Regions from separate parts of the Anas platyrhynchos genome. Here region 1 is linked to region 2. The links are chromatin contacts, called in public Hi-C maps. All regions are on one chromosome and are shown on one strand. The core of a region is the stretch at or near the end of the contact, and the rest is flanking DNA. Distances in the headings are between cores, read along the strand shown.

What was found. Hi-C and Micro-C count contacts between places; a contact is called where the count stands out from the background.
Region 1: a Hi-C map of skeletal muscle shows a contact between it and region 2, with 2.9 times the contacts expected there. The contact joins the promoter of MPL here to the enhancer-like site in region 2. A contact is called at or near these places in 2 of 8 Hi-C or Micro-C datasets (liver and skeletal muscle).

Annotation. Positions count from the first base shown.
Region 1 is chr8:28,251,121-28,257,029 of IASCAAS_PekinDuck_T2T, forward strand. MPL (MPL proto-oncogene, thrombopoietin receptor) reads left to right here and starts at 2,998. Exons shown (of 13, transcript XM_072042154.1): 1 at 2,998-3,124; 2 at 3,127-3,231; 3 at 4,859-4,988; 4 at 5,082-5,257; 5 at 5,401-5,654; 6 at 5,721-5,877. The coding sequence starts at 2,998. It overlaps TIE1 (tyrosine kinase with immunoglobulin like and EGF like domains 1), which reads left to right. Exons shown (of 23, transcript XM_072042153.1): 19 at 120-190; 20 at 407-447; 21 at 673-769; 22 at 893-992; 23 at 1,180-2,000. The coding sequence ends at 1,251. It overlaps LOC119717588 (a long non-coding RNA gene), which reads right to left. Exons shown (of 3, transcript XR_011811214.1): 2 at 4,848-4,931; 3 at 3,125-3,737.
Region 2 is chr8:28,215,142-28,221,835 of IASCAAS_PekinDuck_T2T, forward strand. CFAP57 (cilia and flagella associated protein 57) reads left to right here. Exons shown (of 22, transcript XM_072041705.1): 20 at 1-101; 21 at 3,946-4,072; 22 at 4,347-5,388. The coding sequence ends at 4,558. Among named protein-coding and RNA genes, the nearest start is that of TMEM125, 4.1 kb to the right of the region's middle. Within about 2 kb of position 4,555, at least 3 of the 8 cell types and tissues checked have an H3K27ac peak or open chromatin away from gene starts, as enhancers often do.

The DNA.
Region 1 (5,909 bases), core at 1,748-4,247, 34 kb after region 2:
AGTGGGCAGGACCCCCTGGCATCGGGAATGTCCCACCATGCTGGGACCAGCTGGATGCCAGCTGCCCACACCTCCCTCCATGGTCACACCTCCCTGATGGTCACTCTCCGTTTCCCCAGGGCCGCCTGCCGGTTCGCTGGATGGCCATCGAGTCCCTGAACTACAGCGTGTACACCACCAAGAGCGACGTGTAAGTCCACAGGCACCAGCGTTGGGGCACAGACGTGGCCACCTCTGTCCCTCCAGGGCAGTGGGTACATCCCTGGGGAGCTGTGGGATCTGCCCAAGCCCTGGTTGCCCTCCTGGCCCCATCCAGTCCCACCACGAACCCTGTCTGCATGTCCCCCTACCCGCAAGTGGGACGCTGCCACCGGCTCTGTCCCAGCCTCACCTCCTGCTGTTTCAGGTGGTCCTTTGGTGTCCTGCTCTGGGAGATTGTCAGCTTGGGTAAGGCTCTTCCTTGTCCTCCGTGCCTGCTCAGGTCCCTGTAGGTCTGCACAGCCCTCATCCTGCAGCCCTGGAGGGGACAACCCAAAGGGGCGGTGGCCGGGGGCCTGGGCACTGTCCCAGGGACTGGGTGGACATCACCGCATGGGACCTCCCCGGGGCTCTGGGTCAGGGGGATGAGGGCACCCCATGCCCCACCACAGCCTCACGTGTCTGTGGCTGCAGGGGGGACTCCGTACTGCGGGATGACGTGTGCTGAGCTCTACGAGAAGCTGCCCCAGGGCTACCGCATGGAGAAGCCCCGCAACTGTGACGATGAGGTGTAAGTGGGCAGAGCGCCCCGCGTCCCCCCTGCCACTCCTGGGAGGTCTCACTGGCTTCTGGCAGCTCCTGGCTGGTTCCCTGTGCACCCCAAGCCTCCTTCCCCTTGCTTGCTTGTCCCCAGGTACGAGCTGATGCGGCAGTGCTGGCGTGACCGCCCCTACGAGCGGCCGCCCTTCGCCCAGATCTCCATGCAGCTCATCCGCATGCTGGAGGCCCGGAAGGTGAGTGGACACGGGGTATGGGGGGGCCACCCACCCTCCATCCCCGTGCGACCCCACCAAGAGCACCCCAGCATCTCCCCCTGGCAGCTCTGCGGGCTCCAGCCCCGTGCCCATGAGCAGCGGGTACAGGAGGAAGCGGGAACGGGGACACTGTCACGTCCTGCTCCTGACTCGGGTTCCCACGCAGGCCTACGTGAACATGGCCCTGTTCGAGAACTTCACCTACGCAGGGATCGACGCCACCGCCGAGGAGGCGTGAGGCTGCGCCCGGCTCCACGCCACAGGGGGACAACGCTGGCCCCCAGCCTGCTGGGACAGCACCGCGGGGACAAGAGGCTGCCTGTCCCCGCCGGGTGACAGTGGCCCAGCGGGTGCCCTCCTGGCAGCAGGACAGTGCCATCCCCTCCGGGTACCTCCCCGTGTGTCGGCAGCGCTGGCCCAGCACCGACACTGCTGGAGGACACGCGAGGATGGCCCCGAAGGGCAAACGCCAGCTGCATGTAGCAGAGGGCAGGAGAGGGGCTCTGCCCCCAGGAACCAGGGGACGCCACAGCCCTGGCAGGACACAAAGACCCGAATTTTGGGGTGAGAGAAGGAAGCAGAGTCCTGGCAGCTCCCTGCCCTGCAGCTCTCAGCGTGCTCTGGTGCCAGCGGGGCTGCGAGCGTCGCTGCAGGCGTGGGACACGGCAGCCCCGGTGCAGGAGGAAGGACTGTGCGTGGCCTCCAGCTCAGCACCAGCCCCTCGGAAATCAACAGCTATGCTTTATGGGCAATAAACATAGCGCAACGGACAGCCAGCTCTGGCGGAGGGGAGGGTGTCTGCTGCTCTGCTGCCGCAGCAGTGCCTTCTGCCACCAGCCTGGTCCTCCGCCCCAGGGCTGCCCCAGCGTCCCCTCTGCTGGCTCTCCGTGGGGATGAGCTTGGCCCCCAGCTCATCCCCACAGAGCAGGGCACGTCCCCGGTCACTGCTGGCACCCACCTGCATATCAATACCATTTTGATTTCCTATTCTGGCTTCCAGTGCTGTTTGGTGTCAACTGTAGCCATCAGTGAGCATCTTTTAGGTTGGCTATTAGGAAGAACTTCTTTACTGGAAGGGTTGTTGGGCATTGGAATGGGCTGCCCAGGGAAGTGGTGGAGTCACCATCCCTGGAGGTCTTTAAAAGACGTTTAGATGTAGAGCTTAGGGATATGGTTTAGTGGAGGACTGGTTAGTGTTAGGTCAGAGGTTGGACTCGGTGATCTTGGAGGTCTCTTCCAGCCTGGATGATTCTGTGACTCTCTGATCTCTGCTCCGTCACCGAGGTGCCCAGTGACCAAGTGACCAGGACCAGCCCCTGCAGGCAGCCCGGTGCTGTGTGCCCCTCGTTGCACTGAGGCTGCTGCTGGGAATGGCACATGGGGCTGCATCACCAGCCGTGCTGAAAACAAGTTTCAAGTGGTTTTTTTTTGAGTTTTGAGTTTTTTGCCTCTCTGACTGCAAAGCCCAGTCACCAGATGGAGAAGGAAGTGGGATTGGTTTGACAGAACTTGACTGTGACAAACTGGTGCTGGCTGTTCCCCCCTTCCCTCCGTGCCCCCTGGCTGGCGATGCTGCCCCCATCCCCTGCGGGGTAAGGAGATGCTAACCCCCCTGTGGCATGGTGTGGACATGTGCCAGCAGCTCCCCAGCCCTGGATGGTGCTGCAAGGCAAGGTGGGTCCGTGCAGAGCTGCGAGAGGCAGCGTGGGGTGGGATGGAGCCGGAGCCGCTGCCTGGTGCCCCATGCTCCGACGTGCCAGCAAGGACACGGGTGTTACAGAACACCCAGCAGCCTGCCCAGCCCCGAGCAGGGGCCTCCCTACTTTCTCGGGGTTGTTTTTCTTCCCACCCCAGCCTCCCGGCGTGCCGGTAGCCACAAGGGCAGGACGTGCCGCCTATCTGATGGGAGCAGTCTCTCTTGGCACTGCGGCTGGCGGCGCAGGGGCCGCGGCACGGTGGTTTTGGGCACGGGGAAGTGCCGGCGATGGGGCGGGGGGAGCCTCCAGCCAGGCTTCCTGAGCAGCACAGCCGACACTTCCCAGATAAAGGTATCGCCCCGAGGAGCCGCAGCAGCAGCCGGGGCGCTGGGAAGCACCGAGCACGGCACGCGGGATGGTGGTGGCCTGCCTGCCCCGGGGCTGGCTGCCTGTGCTGCTCACCATGGTCCTGCTGAGCCTCCGCAGCCCCACGGTGGCCCCTGAGCTGGTGACATCCCAAGGTAGGACCTGGGGGCCTTCTTAATCCCCCAGGAGGGTCAGAGGGGAGCTGGCGTGCTGGCCTGGCAGGGTGCAGAGAGACCCCCGCAGCAGGCAGGAAGGTGTGGGATCGGGGAGGGGGCACCCAGGTGTGCTCGGGGTGGGCGATGGAGCCCCCACTCCCCTGTGGGGTGCCTCCCTCACTGCAGAAAGGACCTGGCAGCCCTAAGGAACGGTTTTGGGGTGGCAGCTGCCAGCCGTGTGGCATCATGTTGGGCTCCCGATGACAAGGTGTGAGCAAAATCCCAGGGCACGGCTCTGCAGCGCAGCAGCAGCACTGCTGGCTCAGCGCGGTGCTCCTGGGCCAGCCTCGCAGCCCTGAGCGCCGTCACCTTACCTCCCCGCTGGGATGCTCCCACCCAGCCCTGAGCTGGCCCCACCGGGCTCCCTGCTGCTTTGCTGCCCACTCTGTTAGCCTCAGGTCCATCCGCATGGCCTTTGAGCCCCTCTGTAGGTCTTCGAACCCGTTCTGTAACACCATAAAAAGCATTAACAGATTCACTGAACAGAACGGTGGATCTCGTGCTTCATCTTTTCACACCCACCCAAGGTCTCTGCCCACCCTACTACAGCAGGGCAGGCTCTTTAAGTCTCTCCCATAGGGGCAGTGGGAGGAAGGGGTTTGGGGTCATCCTCTGCCTGCAGCCTCTCCACCCCTATACCACTGCAGTGCTGCCAGCGCGATGCCTGAGGGTGCTCCGTGCAGGCTGCGGAGCACTGAGCTTTCCTAGGAAACTGAGCACTGAGCAGAGATGCTCTGGTACCGCAGCGCCGTGGGATGCAGCCGGAGCAGGGGGACACAGGTCTCTGCGCCACCAGGCTGCAGGGACCCAGCCACCCCGTCCCATGTCCCATCCCGTCCCCCGGGGCTGGGGGAGGCGCGGTGCTGGCAGGAGGCCAGAGCAGGCCGGGGGGGCCGGGAGGGTGCGAAAAGGGAAGAGCAGGTAGGAGGGAGGCTGGCGGGGAGCGGCTGTGGTCTGCGGCCAGGGGACGTGGGCTGGGGGAGGAAGGCGATGCTGAGCTGGGAAAGGAGGAACAGGGCCAGGGGTCGGGGCAAGGTAAGGGGCAGGGAGAGCGAGGGGACACCTGGCAACGACATCGGGGGGCTGCGGTACTCTTACGGTCACTCCCTTCTCCTGGGGAGGGCTCAGCTGGCAGCGCAGGGGAGCGACGCTCCAGTTTACCCCTGCAACAACCGGGAGGAAGCGGTGCAGAGCCCCAGAGCCCCCCGCAGACCCCGGGCCGGGGCTGACACCCCCCGTGCTCAGCGCTGTGCGCCCCCACGCCAGCCCCAGGCCCCTGGGGCGCTGCTCCTCCTTATCACACTTCCGCGCGCCTTCCGGCGTGAGCAGGGCAGGGGTGCTTCCCGCTGATCTCCAGGGCCCGGCCGAGCCCCCTCCGACCGCAGGGCTATTTCGGGATGGTTGTTTGTCCCAAAGGACCCTGTGTGCTGGGGAGGGGGGAGCGGGGCTGCCAGCCCGGGTCGCGGTGATGTGCGTGTCCCTCCCTGCGGTGCCACGCTGCCAGGGGCTCGGTGGGATGGGGACAGTGCTGTGCCCGGGGGTGCCTTCATGCCCACCCTCCTGCCAGACGCTGCGCTGCTGGAGGAGGTGCGCGAGGACATCCTCTGCTTCTCCCGCTCCTTCGAGGACCTCACGTGCTTCTGGAATGAGGAAGAAGAGGCGAGCGGGATGAGCCACTTCTACTACTGGTACAGCAGGTAGGACGTGGCCCGGCCCAGCACGCGGAGTGCTGTGGGGTCCTCCACCTGGCCCCAGGCCCAGGGTGCTGGAGGACCCCGTCTGTTCCTCAGGGACGTGCCCACAGTGTGCGCAGTCTCCACACAGCGCCGCGAGGCCGGCGGGACGCGGCACGTCTGCGCCTTCCCCAGCCAGGACGTGCGGCTCTTCGCCCAGCTCCACGTCCTCGTCCTGGACGCCGCCACCAACCAGACCAGGCACCAGCGGGAGCTCAGCGTGGACGTGGTGGGTGAGTCCCTCCCGTGGCACAACACCAGGGCACCGGGACCGTCCCTACAGCTGGGCCCCTTCCAGGGGCTGGCAGCACCTTGCGCCTCAGCAGGGCCGGGGGTGCCCGTGCAGGAGGGGAATGCCACGGCACGTTCCCTGCAGGTCTCATCGGCCCCCCGGTGAACATCAGTGCCCGCTGGGCCGGAGCCACGGGGCAGCTCCACGTGTCGTGGCAGACACCACTCCCTGACTACCCAAACTTCTTCCTCTACGAGGTGCGCTACAGCGCCGTGAGCCCCCACAGCACGGCATGGGACCCCAGCAAGCAGCACACCGGGGATCCCCGCACCCCTCTGAGCAGCAGCACCCACACACCCACGGCCGGGGGAGCCGCAGTCTCCCCGCAAGCAGGGCAGGTAGGTGCAGGGGCTGGGGGCTCGGGGGCCACAGCAGCCCCCCAAAGCCCCATGCCTCTCCTGCAGGACCTGGTGCTGACCAACACCTGGGTGGTTCTCCAGCACCTGCGGCCGGGGGTGAGGTACCACATCCAGGTGCGCACCAAGCCCGACGGCACCTCCATGGACGGTGTGTGGGGGCCCTGGTCGCAGGCGGTGGCTGCAGAGACACCCCACTCCTCTGGTGAGAGGCCGGGGGCTGCCAAGCACCCACAC
Region 2 (6,694 bases), core at 3,305-5,804:
CAAGACAACGAGAGTATCTTGAGAGGAATTTGGCAGCTTTAAAAAAGAAGGTGGTGAAGGATCAGGAAGTCCATCAAGCTGCTTATGTGCGCATCATGCAGGTAACAAGCTTTTTCCTTATGTTAAGGGAGGTAAGAATGAAGCAGTTGCACAGAATAGACTTCAGTCACCATACTGCTATAATATGTTAGGACTTTGAAACAGTTTTGATTTGCTTCCTTGCCAGAAATGCCTAAGGCTTTCAAGAGTTTCTATTCCAGGGTAATATTCATTGAGCTCTAGTGCTCAACAGTCTTCTGGACAGAAAGAGCAAGATCTCTGAAGCCAGAAAACGATGCTGTGTGTGGATGCTTTCCTTTGTCTGCCACTTCCCAATGTTAGAGGAGATAGGGATCTCTGCTGCCTGGATTTATTTTTTTAAGCCATTGATTGGCTTATTTTATTTTGAGGGGCATTTAGAATTGCCATCATAGTCAATTTGCACCTGAGTACCAAGTTGCGCTTGCTGTGTGGTGGTGTTTAGGAAGTAATTTTGGAGGAAGAGAAGATTGGCTTTCTTTGGCCGCATAGCCCCATGCCTACTGGTCTGAATTCAGAAGAACTTTCTGCTGCTCACATCCATGTTTTCCAAGGAAGTTCAGAAACAAATGATAAATAAGCCTATTTGTACCAAGACCTCTCAGAATATTTGTTCTTTACAAGGCAGGATAAACTTGTGACTGCTGAGGCCAAAGACCTGATTTGTTTTCATCTGGAATGAGAGGATCTAAAGGCCCACAACCAACATCCTGGGAGGACAGCACTTGTACAGTCTCTTCTTGCCCTGGTCTCCCTTTGCTCAGTCAGCATTTCCTTTTCCCCTCACTAGCTCTTTCTTCATTGTTAGCTTATTATGCTTCCTCAGGATCTCTAGACCTCAGTCCTCTCCTAAATCATCTGTCCTTTGTTATGTATTCATAGTGTTCCTTCAGGCCCAGGCAGCAGTGATCTTCTTTGGCCTTGATTTAATTTTTTTTTATTCCTTCTGTGAATTAGATGCTTCCTTTTCACACAAAACGAGATGGCTTCAGAAAAGAAACTGAAGAATTTCCTTTCTGGAATAGGGTGACAGATGGTGCTCATAATGATAATACTTGATGTCTTGGACCGGTAAGCTTAACGTGAAATGATGATTAAAAATGAATTAATAAAACATCTGGAAGATGAAGATATCAAAGGTTCTAACCAGCCTAGTTTCTTCAAAGAAAAAGTAGTTCTCTGAAGTCTAGTAGATTAATGAGACTTTACAGCCAGGAGGAATTATCATGGTCTTCCAGTCCATCACAGGAGGCTTTTAAGACTAGTTTAGACAAACTTCTGTCAAGGCTTGCTTTGAACAAGTAAATGACATTTTGATGGCCTTCTAGCTCTTTATTTCTGTAATTCCTTAGTTGTGCTTACATTTTCAGAGCTGTGCATTTCTCTTTGAGTGACTGTTCATAGATACATTCCGTTAGTGACTGCTGCAACAGATGATTAGAAATGTCAAGATAATTTTAATTATTCTTACCAATTGACAAGTTGCTTGTTGTTGGACTGTTAGCTTTCCCTCTAGCCTCTGTATTTGTAATGACGTCTTTGGTCATGTGGATATGTAAGAACAGACATACTGAACAATCTCGAAGTAAGACTGCTTGAACTGAAGCATGCATAGGATGATCTTTTCTATGATGTGTCATACTGTTCTCTGACAGTCAGCACTGTAAGGACGTAGGAGATTGTAGATTGCATCCTGACATGATCTGCAGTTGTTCCTGGTGTCCTCATCCTCTATGCATTTGATCAGTTTCTTTTCTGAACTATTTTTCACATTTCCACATCATCCTATGACAATAAGTTTTGCAGTGAACATTTTTTTTAATCCGTTGCATGATCATTTCATTGCAGTGCAAGCTTACTGTCAGAATGCAAAGACTGAGTTAAAGGCTAATCTCTCTGTATAGCATGCCTCTTCAGAAGAATATTATCAGCATCAGCCAGCAGTCTTTTTAGCGCCCAGCAAACCAAACATTTCTACATAGCCCAGATTACCTCATACAGAATACTATGCATTATGCTAATAGGACAAAAGTACGATCTTCAATAGATAACAGCATTCAGCCACTTGGAGTGAATTTATGAACTTATTCATGACAAAGTGCACCTTAACAGAAATAGCATGACATAACCCTGAAAGCTGTTCACCAGAAAATTTCTGTGATTGATTCTCTGAAGTTATCCTATTCAGGATCAAGCTCTGGCATAAACGTATAGCAGCTAAATTTCATCGGTGTTTAAAGAGTTGAATTAAACAAGTCAGAGTCTACAAAATACTATATTTTCAGAGCAGTCTGCATTGGGTCACTAGCTCATGCTGCATTTAGAGTCCAACACAACCAGTGCAAGACCAACTGTTCCTGCCCAACAACTTCAAACCTTAACATGCTCCACAATCTGCCTCTGCATCATTGATTTTCAGATGAAGGGAAACTATAGCATAGTTGGTATACATGTGTTCATTTGAGCTGTTAAGAATCTTGCCAGATACATGCACCTTGAGTTATTGCTGCCAGCTTGAACTCCTTGAATGCATCTGCATACAGCAAACTGTGGTACTTTGTTACTAACCAGTCCTGAGTTGTCTGTTTCTACTGCACTGACTCTTGTGTGATACTAATATGTCTAATATATCATAAGGAACCAAATCACATGCTTTCCATATATCTCTCATGGCAACATAGTTTTCTTTATCAACTAAAATTACCATCTAATCAAAAAGATTCAAGATTTGAAAATATCTTTTCAATATTGAAATATCAGTAATCCTTGTTTGTATCACCTGCTGTTTAGCTGTGTTTCCTGTTGTATTGAGACTGTTATTAAAAGTGTACCTTTTGGCCACCTATCTTTCACAAATATTGCTGTTTATAGTGAAGTTCCAGGAGCTGAAATGGTGCTGTTTTCCAAAACTTCTGAAAAACCATTACAGATAACTGAAATCACTAATGCTTTTCATACTAGCTGTTGATGTGATTTCACTGTCAAATGAACAGAAGCACATATACAATTTCACTCCTCTTGAATTAGAAAATAAATATTTAGCTAGTGATTCTCCTGTTTATGAGTCATGAGCAACAATTTTATCATCCTTCACTAGTATTAGCCCATATTGTTAATCCTGAGGCCTTTAAACCTGTTAATACAGTGAGTACAGGAGAACCATATTGCATTCATGTGTACTATCACAACACCTTCAGCAAGATTCTTTGTGGTATGCTGTTAAAAAATTAGAGCTGAACTTTTACAGGTTGAAAACTGATTAAAAAAAGAACAAAAGTTGAATACATGGCCAACTTTTCCTCATAACATAATGTTAACAGTAGGTGTCTCAAGTCTACATCCGCTTTATATATTTCTTAATAATGTGGAAGGGGTGTTGCAAAGTGATGTCAGTCATAACTAATGAAAAAGTCTTTGAAGAACTACAAGGAGATACGGATCATTTAAGTGAACAGGCACATGGTGGCAAGTGAAAAGCAAAATAATTCACCCTGGAGGGAGGAATGGGATTTCTTCACATTAATTCTGGATTAATTGGATCAATCCCAGAACAGCACCTGAGCTTCCCTGTTGAATTGTCAGAGAAGATGATGTCTTAAAGTGAAGCTGCAGTCAGAAAAGCAAAACAAAAATTAGCTTATTGAGGTAATGTGATTAGAATAGTCATGTTTTGTATCAGATGTACTGTTGCTTTTATCTGAAATGCATAAAGTTCTGACTGCTCTAGTTCCACAAGCATATAGTATGTTCTGCTTCTTATTCTGATCCTACGCTCTCCAGTGTCCTTCCGAAGGAAATGAGGATACATATTGCTGAGCTATCGAGATAGTCCTGTACTTTTCTTTATAAAGCACATTGTTTTTGCAGGAAAATGTAAGTCTGATTAAGGAAATTAATGACTTGCGGCAAGAACTGAAGGCGGCCTATACCCAGGTACATGACCTCCAGTCAACACTAAGGTTAACCAAGAAGAAGCAAGCAATTCAAGACCCAGGTGAATAGTGCTTCTTGTGTTTCCATATTGTCAGGGCTCATTCCAGAAGCCCTCTTTGTCCCTAGTGAGCAATTCTGTTACTGCCCTTGTATTGAAGCAGCTTGTCTTGCCTGATGGCACCTGTTATATTGTAACATTCTGGTGAATACTGCAAAATCTTACTATTTGGCTTTACTCCTTCAGTTCTGAAAGATGCTTATTCCTTCCTTGTTCCAAAGAACTGTAAGCTAGGCCTTTGTTTCTATGCTCTTTGTTCTCTGTTTTTATCTTTTAGCTCCCTCCAGTGAACTGCTGTCCAGCCCAGCTGTGCTGAGGTTGAATGCACAGAAGGAAAATGAGAAAATCATAGAAATGCAGCAGCTGGAAATTCAATACCTACGAGACCAAATCAAGGAGAAGGGGCAAAGCCTTGCAGGTCAGCCTCTGTTGGATGGAATGTTTCCTAAGCTGAATCTGGAAAGAAGCCACAAGACACAGCAACAGTGACCTGGCTCAAGGACACTTTATGTTATTATATTCTCCTGGCAACATAAGAAATACAACAGCATAGATTAGACTTCCGTGACCATATACTCTTCCACTAGAAGCATTTGTGCAGCACACATTGCTGAGGACACAAGGCATCAGTCTTACTCCCCTCCTCCTTTCCTGTAAACTGTCCTTTCCTCTCATTTAAGCACGCATGTTCTGAAGTCTTTCTGCCAAGGAGTCAAGATAAAAAATAAATATATTTGTGTTAGTGCAAAATTGATCTTTGTGCCTTCATAATTGGGCAGGTATACACTTGAAAGATATGTGTCCTCATGTGTCTTGAAAAATATGTCCTAGTTCAGGACTGCTGGTAACTCTGTAAACATTTCTACTAGAATTCTAATTGTATTGTGCTACAAAAATCACCACCAACCTTCTGTTTTCCAGTATTTTGTATATCCATACAAAGGGCTGCCTGTATTTAGACAGGAATAATGTCTCTTATTCCAAGGAAGCGTCCGGTCCCTGACTAAAAATCAGTCACACCGTAAAGGCAACCTTTACCTAGTGGTCGAGCACACTTGAACTGGAGCCCTTCTTTAAGCCTCTGCCTCATGTCTTTGGATGTGTTGTCTCCTCTGTTAAAATCATTTCATCAGGACAAAAACATTGCCCAGTTTCAGACTCCAAAATCTCCCATAAAGACCAAATCTTATGTCATACCTCACCTATAACTTAGATAATTTCACCTTTGTTTTGTCTATTTTCCAACATCTGTAACTGCTTTAGTTCTTTTTTTTTTCAGTGAAATTATTCTTAATAAAACACTTTTGAAAATACTGATACATAGAAAATAAACAAGGAGTCATTTCTCTAATCATTAGGGAAAAAGTAAATTTTTCATCCTTTGTTGTCAGCACATGGATACATGCCTGCCTCACTGAAGAATTCTGTGCATGCTTCAGAAATTTTTAGCTACTGATTGAGCATGGGAGCTATATCATGTTATAACAGCCACTACATTATTGTTTCTGTTTTTTATCCTGAAGTATAGAGAAGTGACAAGAGCTTTCTAAATGCTACTAGTATTATTACACTGAAGATCAAGGTGCCAAGGCTGGATAACATGTAACCTGTGTTAATATTTGGGATGCTAGACAATTCCAGGCTAACTCCATGGTAAAACAGATGGTTCCATGACCACCTATGACCTAGGAGACTTCAGCTGAGTGCCTTGTCCTTGAATGTTGAATAAAGCTTCCTTAGTCTTACTTCTTTCATTTTGTAGCTTTAACCTGTGTGAAGTGTAAGTTTTACGGGAACAGAAGGAAGAAGTTATGATGGAATTGGTCTCTTAACATGCTAGCTTAATACCCTTTCTTCCTCCCTCCCCCCCCAATATAATCATCTTGATACTTCCTGTACAGAAAGAGGATGTAATTAATGTAATTAGCAAATATTTTAGAAACTAGTTCCCTCTTAAATTTTCAGAACACACCCATATAATTTGCTAGACTCCCATGTGGTATAATTTTCCCCTCACTTTGTAGAATAAATTGAGTGGTAGCAGCCACTACTTTAATAGATGTGGTTTAGAGAAATGGAATCAATCTTTCTGAAGAAAAAGAACCTTGTCCTAATAAGAGGAAGAAGCATATGCAGGTGAAGAATGATTTCTAAGTGGTGATTAATATGCTTAAAAGTATGCCCGTGTGTCACCCTCATTAAAAAGATGTCATTTTAAAGATGATACAAAGCCTGATGGATGAAGCCTACATAGACAGCTGGCAAACTTGGTTCAAGAGGATTTTGAACTTGCTCATGGTGGGTAAGAGGTGACTAAAACATTGTTCGTCAAAGGAGAACACTAAAGGTCAGGCATAGCAAAATGTTACAGCTGGCGTTTATCAGAGATTCACTGGGAAAAAAAATATTTTCCCTCTGTACTAGGAAAACAAGGCCATGATCAATCTCCTACGCATGTGCTGTAGAAATGCTTTCAGAATTAAGTTTTAACTTGATTATGGTTTGGTATTCTGATGGTCTTCTGAATTTCTCAGGGTGCAAAGGTGCTTTCTGCTTTCATCCTCTCTTGGTCTGTGTTCTCTGATGAGCATCTCATGCTTTTATAAAGTTACATGCCACTTTTTA